Linked DNA regions of Urocitellus parryii: region 2 is linked to region 1. The links are chromatin contacts, called in public Hi-C maps. All regions are on one chromosome and are shown on one strand. The core of a region is the stretch at or near the end of the contact, and the rest is flanking DNA. Distances in the headings are between cores, read along the strand shown. Region 1 holds the start of Dnajc8 (DnaJ heat shock protein family (Hsp40) member C8). Region 2 holds the start of Trnau1ap (tRNA selenocysteine 1 associated protein 1).

Region 1 (4,584 bases), core at 823-3,322:
ATACAGACGAAAGATGTTGTGTCTGCCGAGAACTTAAAAAAAAAAAATTAAAAAAAAAACCTGTGTTCTATGAAATAGAAGTGGTTTTTATTGACCATCTTTTGGTTGGGTAAACGATAGCCCTGGTTTATATGCCTTCAATGGGAGGAAATAGCTGCTGGGCATATTTTCAAGTGTATATTACAGATAATTTAAGAAAACCTGCAGAGAAGGAAGGTTGGAAATAATAATGTGTGTGTGTGTGTGTGTGTGTGTGCGCGCGCCAGGGCCTCACACATGAAAGGCATTTACCCTGCCTCTGTGCTATATCCCCAGCCCTTTTTTTTATTATTAATTTTTTTTTTTTTTGAGACAGGGTCATTGCTCAAGTTGGCTAAATTGCCTAAGCTGGCCATGAACCTGGGAATCTTTCTGCCTCAGTCTCCTCAGAAACTTGGGATTACAGGTGTATACCACTGCTCCTGGTGGAAATAACATCTTATGAGACCACTATCTAGTTATAATAATAATTATGTGTGTTTCTAGATGAGGGTCGTGTGTCATTCCAGTTTAGAACTCTCTAGTTCTCAGATACTGCTTTTTTTTTTTTTTTTTTTTGGTACAGGGAATTAAACTCAGGAGCACTTGACCACTGAGACACATCCCCAGCCCTATTTTGTATTTTATTTAGAGACAGGGTCTCACTGAGTTGCCCATTGTTCGCTGTTGCTGAGGCTGGCTTTGAACTTATGATCCTCCTGCCTTAGCCTCCGGAGCTGCTGGGATTACAGGCATGTGCCACTGTGCCTGGTGATACTGCTCCTTTTTGATCATCTCCTAGGCTGAACGTCCAATGGAAGATCTTGCTGAGCTTGTGCAAGAGATCTATCTAGGCACTGGGATGCCATAATATAGAATAAATAAAGGAAAATAACAACTGTTGGTGAGAATGTGGAGAAATTGGAACTCTCATACATTGCTGGTGGGAATGTAAAATGGACCAGCTGCTGTGGAAAAACTCTTAGTGGTGGCTCAAAAAATTAAATACAAAATTATCAGGCTGCGATGTGACTCAGTGGTAGAGTGCTTGCCTAGCATACATGAAGCCATGGGTTAAATCCCTGGGATATAACTCAGTTGGTAGAGTGCTTGCCTCACGTATCAGGTCCTGGGTTCAATCCCCAGCATCACAAGAAATAAAAAAAAATCCCCAGCACTACAAAAATATAGAGTTATATAACTGAACAATTCCCCTTCTAGGTATATATCCACCCCCTAATTGAAAATAAGTACACAGCCTACTGTGGTGGTACATGTCTGTAATCTCAGGAAGCTGGAGCAGGAGGATCACAAATTAGAGGCCAGCCTGGTCAACTTAGTAAGACCCTGCCTCAAAATTTCTCAAAATTAGAAAGGGATGGCTGGGGGTGAAGCTCACCAGTAGAACACCCCTGGATTCAATCCCCCAACCTCCCCCCCCCCAAAAAAAAAAGACAGACAAGTGGTCAAATAGTGTACATGCCTGTTTAAAGCAGCAATATTTCACAGGAGTCAAAAGGTGGGAACATCCAAATGTCCGTGAACTGGTGAACAGATAAACAAACTGTGGTCTAAAAATGCTATAGTGGAATATGATGCAGCCATAAATGGAATTCTGATACATAACAGACTTTGAATAAACTTTGAAAATATTATGCTAAATGAAAGGAACATATACAGAGAAGTCTCATATTGTAGGATTCCCATCTATGTGAAATATCCAGAATAGGTAAATTCATGGAAACAGAACACATCAGTTGCAGTCAAGAACTGGGGAGGAGGGGAATGGAGAGTAACTGCTTAATGGATACCAAATCTCCTTTTGAGGTGATTATTTTGAAAGTAGATAAAGGTGGTGATTGCACAACACTGTCAATGTACTATCACCCACGGAAATGCTCACTTAAAAATAGCCAACTGAATGTTGTGTGTGTTTCACCGCAATTCAACAATGCGCACTTAAGGGCTGGAGCCCTTTAAGGATCGCGACTGGGTGGGGGAGGTGGGGCCAGAGAGGCGGGCTTGTGAGAATCACGTGAGGCAGCGCCTGCGCGGAAGGGTCACGTGGTGGCTGGGCCGGGGAAATGGCGGCTTCAGGAGAGAGCGGGGCTTCGGCCGGCGGAGGCAGCACAGAGGAAGCATTTATGACCTTTTACAGTGAGGTGAACACAGAATGAGGAATACTGGAGCCTGGAGATCCCACTCGGGCCTTTTTTCCCAGTGGACGGAGGCAGTGGATCTCCTGGCTTGGACCGTTGGCCGGCTCCTCCTGTCCGGCCTTTGGGGCAGCGGGGTCTGGGGGTGTGTGCGCGCCTCTGGCAGCTATAGCTGCTGGGGGAATCCCCTTGCATTGTATGAGTGATGGGTGCCCGACGTTTGGAGGGAAAATACAAGTGTGGCCAGCGAGGTGCCTGAGCGCGGGCACAGTGCCCTAAGACCTGGAGGCTTGGGCTGGCAGAGATTGGGCCCTTAGTGGGGGTGACTTAGCTGTCTTATTCTAAACAGAAGCCATGACTCCTCTGTAGTGAGTTGTATTAGTGATTATTTCTGTGGTTCACCAACACTAGGCACTGCATCATGACAGGTAGGCATTACATTCTCCCCCCCATTTTGCAGATAACAAACCTGAGGTGTAGGGAGGTGAAGTAATTTGTTCGGGATCTTAAAGCAGGTAACAACTTGGTGTCAGGACGGGAGCATGCTTGGTCCGAGCTTTATTTACTATTGCATCTCCAGCGCCTAGGGTACAGTAGATGCTTGCTAAGTATTTGTTGAGTAAATGAATGAATATATGAAAGAAAAGCATAGCGTTTGGACTCAAAGGCCCGCAGGTTGAAGTTTTGCAAGGCAACTTGATTTGGGTTGAATTCTTTCAGGGCCTTAATCTTGACAGTCATCAGTTTACATGACTATAAAACAAGGAAATTAATATTAAAGCAAGAATTTTCATTAGAATTAAGGGAGTTAACATATAAGAAAGAGTTTTACAAAATATAAAGTACAAGAATCTTTCCCAGAATTAAATTAAAGCTGAAGATGGGATCTCTGTAAGAGGGTATGGATATGAGGAAATAGTTGTGAGTTAGTTAAAATTGTGGACCATGCCTCATTTATCTTTTATATCTGGTATTTGTAAACGTTTTTTTTTTTTTTTTTCCTTGTGGTACTGGAAATCGAATCCAGGGCCTTGTGTGCTAGGCAAGAGCTCTACCACTGAGCTACATCCCAGCTAACTCTGGGATTTGTAACGGCACTTGTTACATAGTATCTTCTTCATAGTATTACATTTAAAACCATGAATTAGCACATCCTTTTTAATCTGTCCTTTTGAAATACTTCACTTGAGTGTAAATATATACAGGTCCATGCCCTGATACTAAAGTTTATTGACTTCTAATGACTCAGCAATTATATTGGGACTTGTTTTACTTACCATCTCTTAATTTAAAAAAGTAGCAACCTTTGTTTATTTGAATTGGATGGGAGAAAGTGCCTAAGGAAAGTCTTCAGTCATTAACCACTATATAATGAGCACTTGCCATGCACTACTGTTCTGTTTAGGTTCTGGGAATATGGTAGTGAATTACAGGAAAAGATCCTGTCTTCATAAAGCTTGCATTCTGTAGAGAAGGACCATAGACATATACAGTGTAATATGTAAGTAGGAATAAGGATTATGAGTATAAGTATTGTGAAGAAAATAAGTCTGGGAAAGAGGATTAGAGAGTATGATAGGAGTGATCCTTCTGTTTTAGAGTGAAGAGAGAAGATGGTGAGAAGGAATGGCTTTTTTATGTTATTGAAATTCTTTCCAACCTTGTTTTGACCATAGATGGTATAAAACATACTAGAGATTCATTCTAGCCAGCATTCCAACCCTGACAGTGGCACCTAGGATGTTTCCTCAGGACTACCTAGTGTTTGTTCTCCTTGGCATTGTCTTCTAGACAGGGATTTTTGCTAATTCTGTTAGAGATATGTGGGAGGAGTTATTTGCTCCTTCCCTTGGGGTTATTAATGCTGCTTATAGTTCATGATTCATTGTAACCATTATATTTTTTTTTAAATAAAAAGTTGTAAATTAAGTGTGAACATATGCAAGTGAATCTTTCATCATTAGAGTGGAAACTGAGGGTGGTGGTCATGACTTATTTATCTTCAAATCCTTTTTTTTGGGGGGGGGGAAGGCAGTGCTTGGGATTGAACCCAGTGTCTTACTCTTTGAATCTTTTTTTTTTTTTTTTTTAAGGGAAAAAGAAGTTTGATGCCAGTTCTAGAGTCAAACTGCTGGGATAAAAATTCTACTTTTATAAAGTTAGGAAAAAGTTGGTTAACCTCTTTAAGTCTATTTTCTTATCTGCAAAATGGGGATAATAGTAATACCTATCGAGTAGGATTATTTAGATTAATAAATACATGTAAAATTATTATGTTATTGAAATTCAATAAATAGTAGCTGTTGTAATTATTCCTCAGTGTTTAGCAAAATATCTTGCACATGATAGATATATAAATAATTGTTTGCTGAACATGTTACTGAGTATTATGTTAAGATAACTTTGAGCT
Region 2 (4,584 bases), core at 778-3,277, 260 kb before region 1:
AGGCACTCTATCAACTGAACTATAGCCCCAGCCCTATAGTAGTATCTCTATAAATAAATAAATATATGTGTGTGTGTGTGTGTGTGTGTGTGTGTGTGTATGTATATATACATGGGTGCTAAGTTGCTGAAGCTGGGTTTGAACTTGTGAACCTCTTGCTTCAGCCTCTAAAGTCACTGGGATTACTGTGCCTGGCTAAATGTATATTTTTAATGACTAGGATAAGAATTAAGAGACAACTGGTAAGGTGGCACATGCTTGTGATCCTAGGTATTCAGAATGCTGCAGCAGGAAGAATGCAAATTCAAGGCCAATCTCTTCAATTTAGCAAGATCCTCTATCAAAATATAATAAAAAAGAGCTGGGGATGTATCTCAGTGCTTGCCTAGCATGTATGAGACCCTGAGTTCAATTCTCAGTATAATAAAAACAACAAAAAGAGAGAGAGTAAAAGAAAAAAGGGGAAAAAAAGAGTTAAGGGACACTCAAGAGTTTTGAGGACAGACTTGTATTTGAGCCCTAGTCTGTCATTTAATAGCTGCATTAGGGACTCGGAGTGTAGCTCAGTGGTAGAGAGCTTGCCTAACATACCAGAGGCCCTGGGTTCCACTCCCAGTACTACCTGCACAAATAAAAAAAGCTATGTCACTTTAACACAATTATTGATCTTCTTTTATAAAAGTATTCAGCTCAGAGGTATTTGTGATTTTAAACAGATAATGAATGAAAATCTTTATTATGTAGCAAGTCATAATCCATCCATACTTACTGAGCTTATACCATAAGCCAGACATTGTTCTAAATGCGAAATATCAATTAACTAATTTAGTCCTCACCTATGAGGTAAATTCTAATATTACTCTCATATTTCACACTCAATTTCATTACCTTGTGAATGAGACAAGGTAAACAAATACTTATTCAAGGTCACATGGCAGAAATAGTTTTCAAACCCATTCTGGCTTCAGCATCCTGTTCTTAAACAATATGCTATACTTCCACTCAATATGCCCCCAAATGTTAGTTGTTTTTTTTTTTTTTTTTTTTTTTTTTTTTTTTTTTTTAAAGAGAGAGTGAGAGAGAGAATTTTCAATATCCACTTCCTAGTTCTCGGCGGACACAACATCCTTGCTGGCACGTGGCGCTGAGGATCGAACCCGGGCCGCACGCATGCCAGGCGAGCGCGCTACCGCCTGAGCCACATTCCCAGCCCCCAAATGTTAGTTTTTATAACATTGTAAACTACTATCAGAGGTGGTGATGAGCCCTTTCTGTGATGTCTACATTCCCCTGAATGACAGTTGCAGAACTAGGAAGATGAAGAGAGAAGTACCCAGTAAGGCGGTTTCGGATAATTTTGACGCTCATCACGGTCTCCCCCATGGTGGCAAAGGCTCTAGAAATGAAGTTCTCATCCATGTAGGGTTCCAGCTACATAAAAACAAGAGCGACGCTGCTCAGGCCCGCGTCCAGCTGCCCATCCCGGGGCACAGGGCCCCTACCTGCAAGCCGCAGACTGATGCAGGGCACGGGGCCCTCCTCTGCAGACGTAGGTCTCAACTCCTGACTCCTTCACTTCAAACCTGCCCGAGGAGTCAGGAGCCCCATCACTGCAGGCCTAGAACCAAGCTTCAACCCTTGGGTCCCGCCCCTTCTGTTCCCCCAAAGAACCTCCCTTTCCCTTCCAGGTACCCAGGAGGGGCCCCAGGACCACTCTCCCCCTCCCCCCGGACTTAGACGCTTCACTCTGACGCTGGGACCCGGTTCTGTGTCACCAAAGGGAACCCTCCTCGCGTTCACTTCCACCATGTCGGGATCCGAGGTCCCCTCCCCCTATATCCTCCTCCCTCGGGACACCGAGATTCCTCCTTCTCGGAGCCGGGGCGGCCGTCCTCACTCACGTCTCCCATCCACAGGCTGGCCGCCATCCCACACCCAGGCGGGCACCTCGCGGGCCTCCGGGGCGCGCGCGGGCGCCAATCCGCGCCTCGGGGACCGCCCAGGAGCTCGCGCCTGCTGCGCCTTTCGCGCACGCGCCACAGCTCCGGCTCGACTCGTTGTTCCGTTCCGGGTTTTCCTCGCGACCCCGGCGGAGGCCGAGCTTCCGGACCGCAGCGGGCGGAGCTCTGGCGAGACTGCTGAGGAGGCGGGTGGCCAACTGGCGGCGCCGCCAGCGAGCCGTGCGAGTTTGCTTTCGGTTTTGTGTAGTTAAAAAAACAAAAACAAACAAGACCACACACCTGTATAAGTGCATATATAATTTAAAAACTGACCTGTGCTTGTTGTAAAATATTGCAAATATAAGCGTTTGAAAGAGTGAAAGAACCCTCTATGGGAGCCAGGTTTCATTAAGTTTGGTTCCAAGAAGTGTGATCCTACACAGGCCGCTGCTGGGCTCCAGCTATATCCTCCCTCCAGGGTTCCTAGTCCTTGAAACGTGAGTTTCTGGTTGAAGCTCGACTAGGATTCTTCAGTCACACCCGAATTAGAGACTGATTGAATTGTCCTTTCAACAAGTCTCTAAGTCTTGTCCCTCTGCTTTCTTTCTTTTTTTTTTCCTAAGTTTTACTTTTTATTTTTTTTTTTTTAATATTTATTTTTTAGTTCTCGGAGGACACAACATCTTTGTTGGTATGTGGTGCTGAGGATCGAACCCGGGCCGCACGCATGCCAGGCGAGCGCGCTACCGCTTGAGCCACATCCCCCAGCCCCTAAATTTTACTTTTTAGTTTGGCTGGACGCAATACATTGATTTTATTATTTTTATGTGGTGCTGAGGATCGAACCCAGGGCCTTGCACGTTCTTGGAGAACGCTCTACTACTGAGACACAACCCCAGCTGTGTCCTGCTTTCTTGAAGCCCACCACCCTACTCTAAAACGCCAGCGACTAATTCCTCCCAGAACAGTGACCTGCTTGGAGAAAGCCCTCAGTAAACATGGTTTAGACGACCAGATAATCTTGATAGTTTGATTTTTAAATTTATTATTATTATTATTCTAGGGAATAATAATACATTATTATTATTAATATAATAATTAAGCACTTAAGCACTAAGCTATATCCTCAACCCTTTTTATTTTTTATTTTTTTTTTAAATATTTATTTATTTTTTAGTTCTCGGCGGACACAACATCTTTGTTGGTATGTGGTGCTGAGGATCGAACCCGGGTCGCACGCATGCCAGGCCAGCGCGCTACCGCTTGAGCCACATCCCCAGCCCCTCAACCCTTTTTAAAAAAATTTTTTTGAGTCTCACTAAATTGCTTAGGACCTCACTAAATTGCTAAGACTGGAATTATTTTTGTTTCACATACTTTTATTGGTGCATTATGGTTGTAAATAATGATGGGTTGCTGAGGCTGGCTTTGAATTTGAGATCCTCCAGCCTCAGCCTCTTGAGCCGCTGGGATTTCAGGCATTCCTCACTGTGCTCAGCTTGATGGTTTGATTTTCCAGAGCTCCTAGGCTGGAAGTATCCCAGGCCTCAATATTGAGAAAAGGAAGCTTCTAGGTGGAAATTGGCATCTCTCACAATGAAGCTCACCCCCTGTGCTTCAGGGACCTTTATTTATTTATTTATTTTATTTTTTTTAAACTTCTTTTTTTTAATTATTTTTATTTTTTTTATTATTAGTCGTTCAAAACATTACATAGTTCTTAATACATCATATTACACGGTTTGATTCAAGTGGGTTATGAACTCCCACTTTTACCCCGTATACAGATTGCTGAATCACATCAGTTACCCTTCCATTGATTGACATATTGCCTTTCTAGTGTCTGATGTATTCTGCTGTCTGTCCTATTCTCTACTATCCCCCCTCCCCTCCCCTCCCCTTTTCTCTCTCTACCCCTTCTACTGTAAATCATTTCTTCCATTTGTATTATCTTGTCTTACCCCTCCTTTCCTCTTATATGTCATTTTGTATAACCCTGAGGATCGCCTTCCATTTCCATGCGATTTACCAGTGTATACATCCCAAGCTTAGGATGTGCCCTCAAGCCAAGAACTCATCAATCTGATGACCTAAGGTCCAACTACTGAGTTTCCAAATATCCAGCCTTATTCTCCTGTGGCTGTAATACAGCGTAGTGCTTAGAATCTTTAGGTGCATAATTCCTGGCCCACATCTTGCTTACTTTTGGCAAGTCTCTGAGCCTTGTATGTTTAACAACAGTACTTGTCTCAATGTTGTGAGGAAAAAATGAGAATCTGTGAAAGCTATGGGTCCACTGTTTGGCATCCAGTAAATCTTTGAGAACAGCAGTTGAAGATCTTCAAATTATAACTGATATTTATTCTTTTGCACTATTTGCCAGTCACTATGATGTTCTCTTTGCTTACTATTTAAAATTTTTATTTTACACATAGACGATTTTTAAATGCATATTTTTAAACTGGGGATTAAACCCAGGCACACTTCACTGCTGAGTTACATCCCCAGCCCTTTTATTTATTTAAACTTTGACATAGGTTTTGCTATATAGCTGAAGGTCTCATTTAATTGCTGAGGCTGGCCTTGAACTTGCACTCCTTTTTCCTCAGCCCCTCAGGTTGCTGGGTTTATTTTTTATAAAGGT

Evidence for each region. A called contact is a pair of places that touch in the nucleus more often than the background predicts.
Region 2: a Hi-C map of liver shows a contact between it and region 1, with 6 times the contacts expected there. The contact joins the promoter of Trnau1ap here to the promoter of Dnajc8 in region 1. A contact is called at or near these places in 2 of 2 Hi-C or Micro-C datasets (liver and muscle).

The regions. Positions count from the first base shown.
Region 1 is chr11:16,786,634-16,791,217 of mUroPar1.hap1, reverse strand. It overlaps Dnajc8 (DnaJ heat shock protein family (Hsp40) member C8), which reads left to right and starts at 2,072. Exons shown (of 9, transcript XM_077791246.1): 1 at 2,072-2,180. The coding sequence starts at 2,103.
Region 2 is chr11:17,045,320-17,049,903 of mUroPar1.hap1, reverse strand. Trnau1ap (tRNA selenocysteine 1 associated protein 1) reads right to left here and starts at 2,027. Exons shown (of 8, transcript XM_026391712.2): 1 at 1,902-2,027; 2 at 1,334-1,431. The coding sequence starts at 1,928.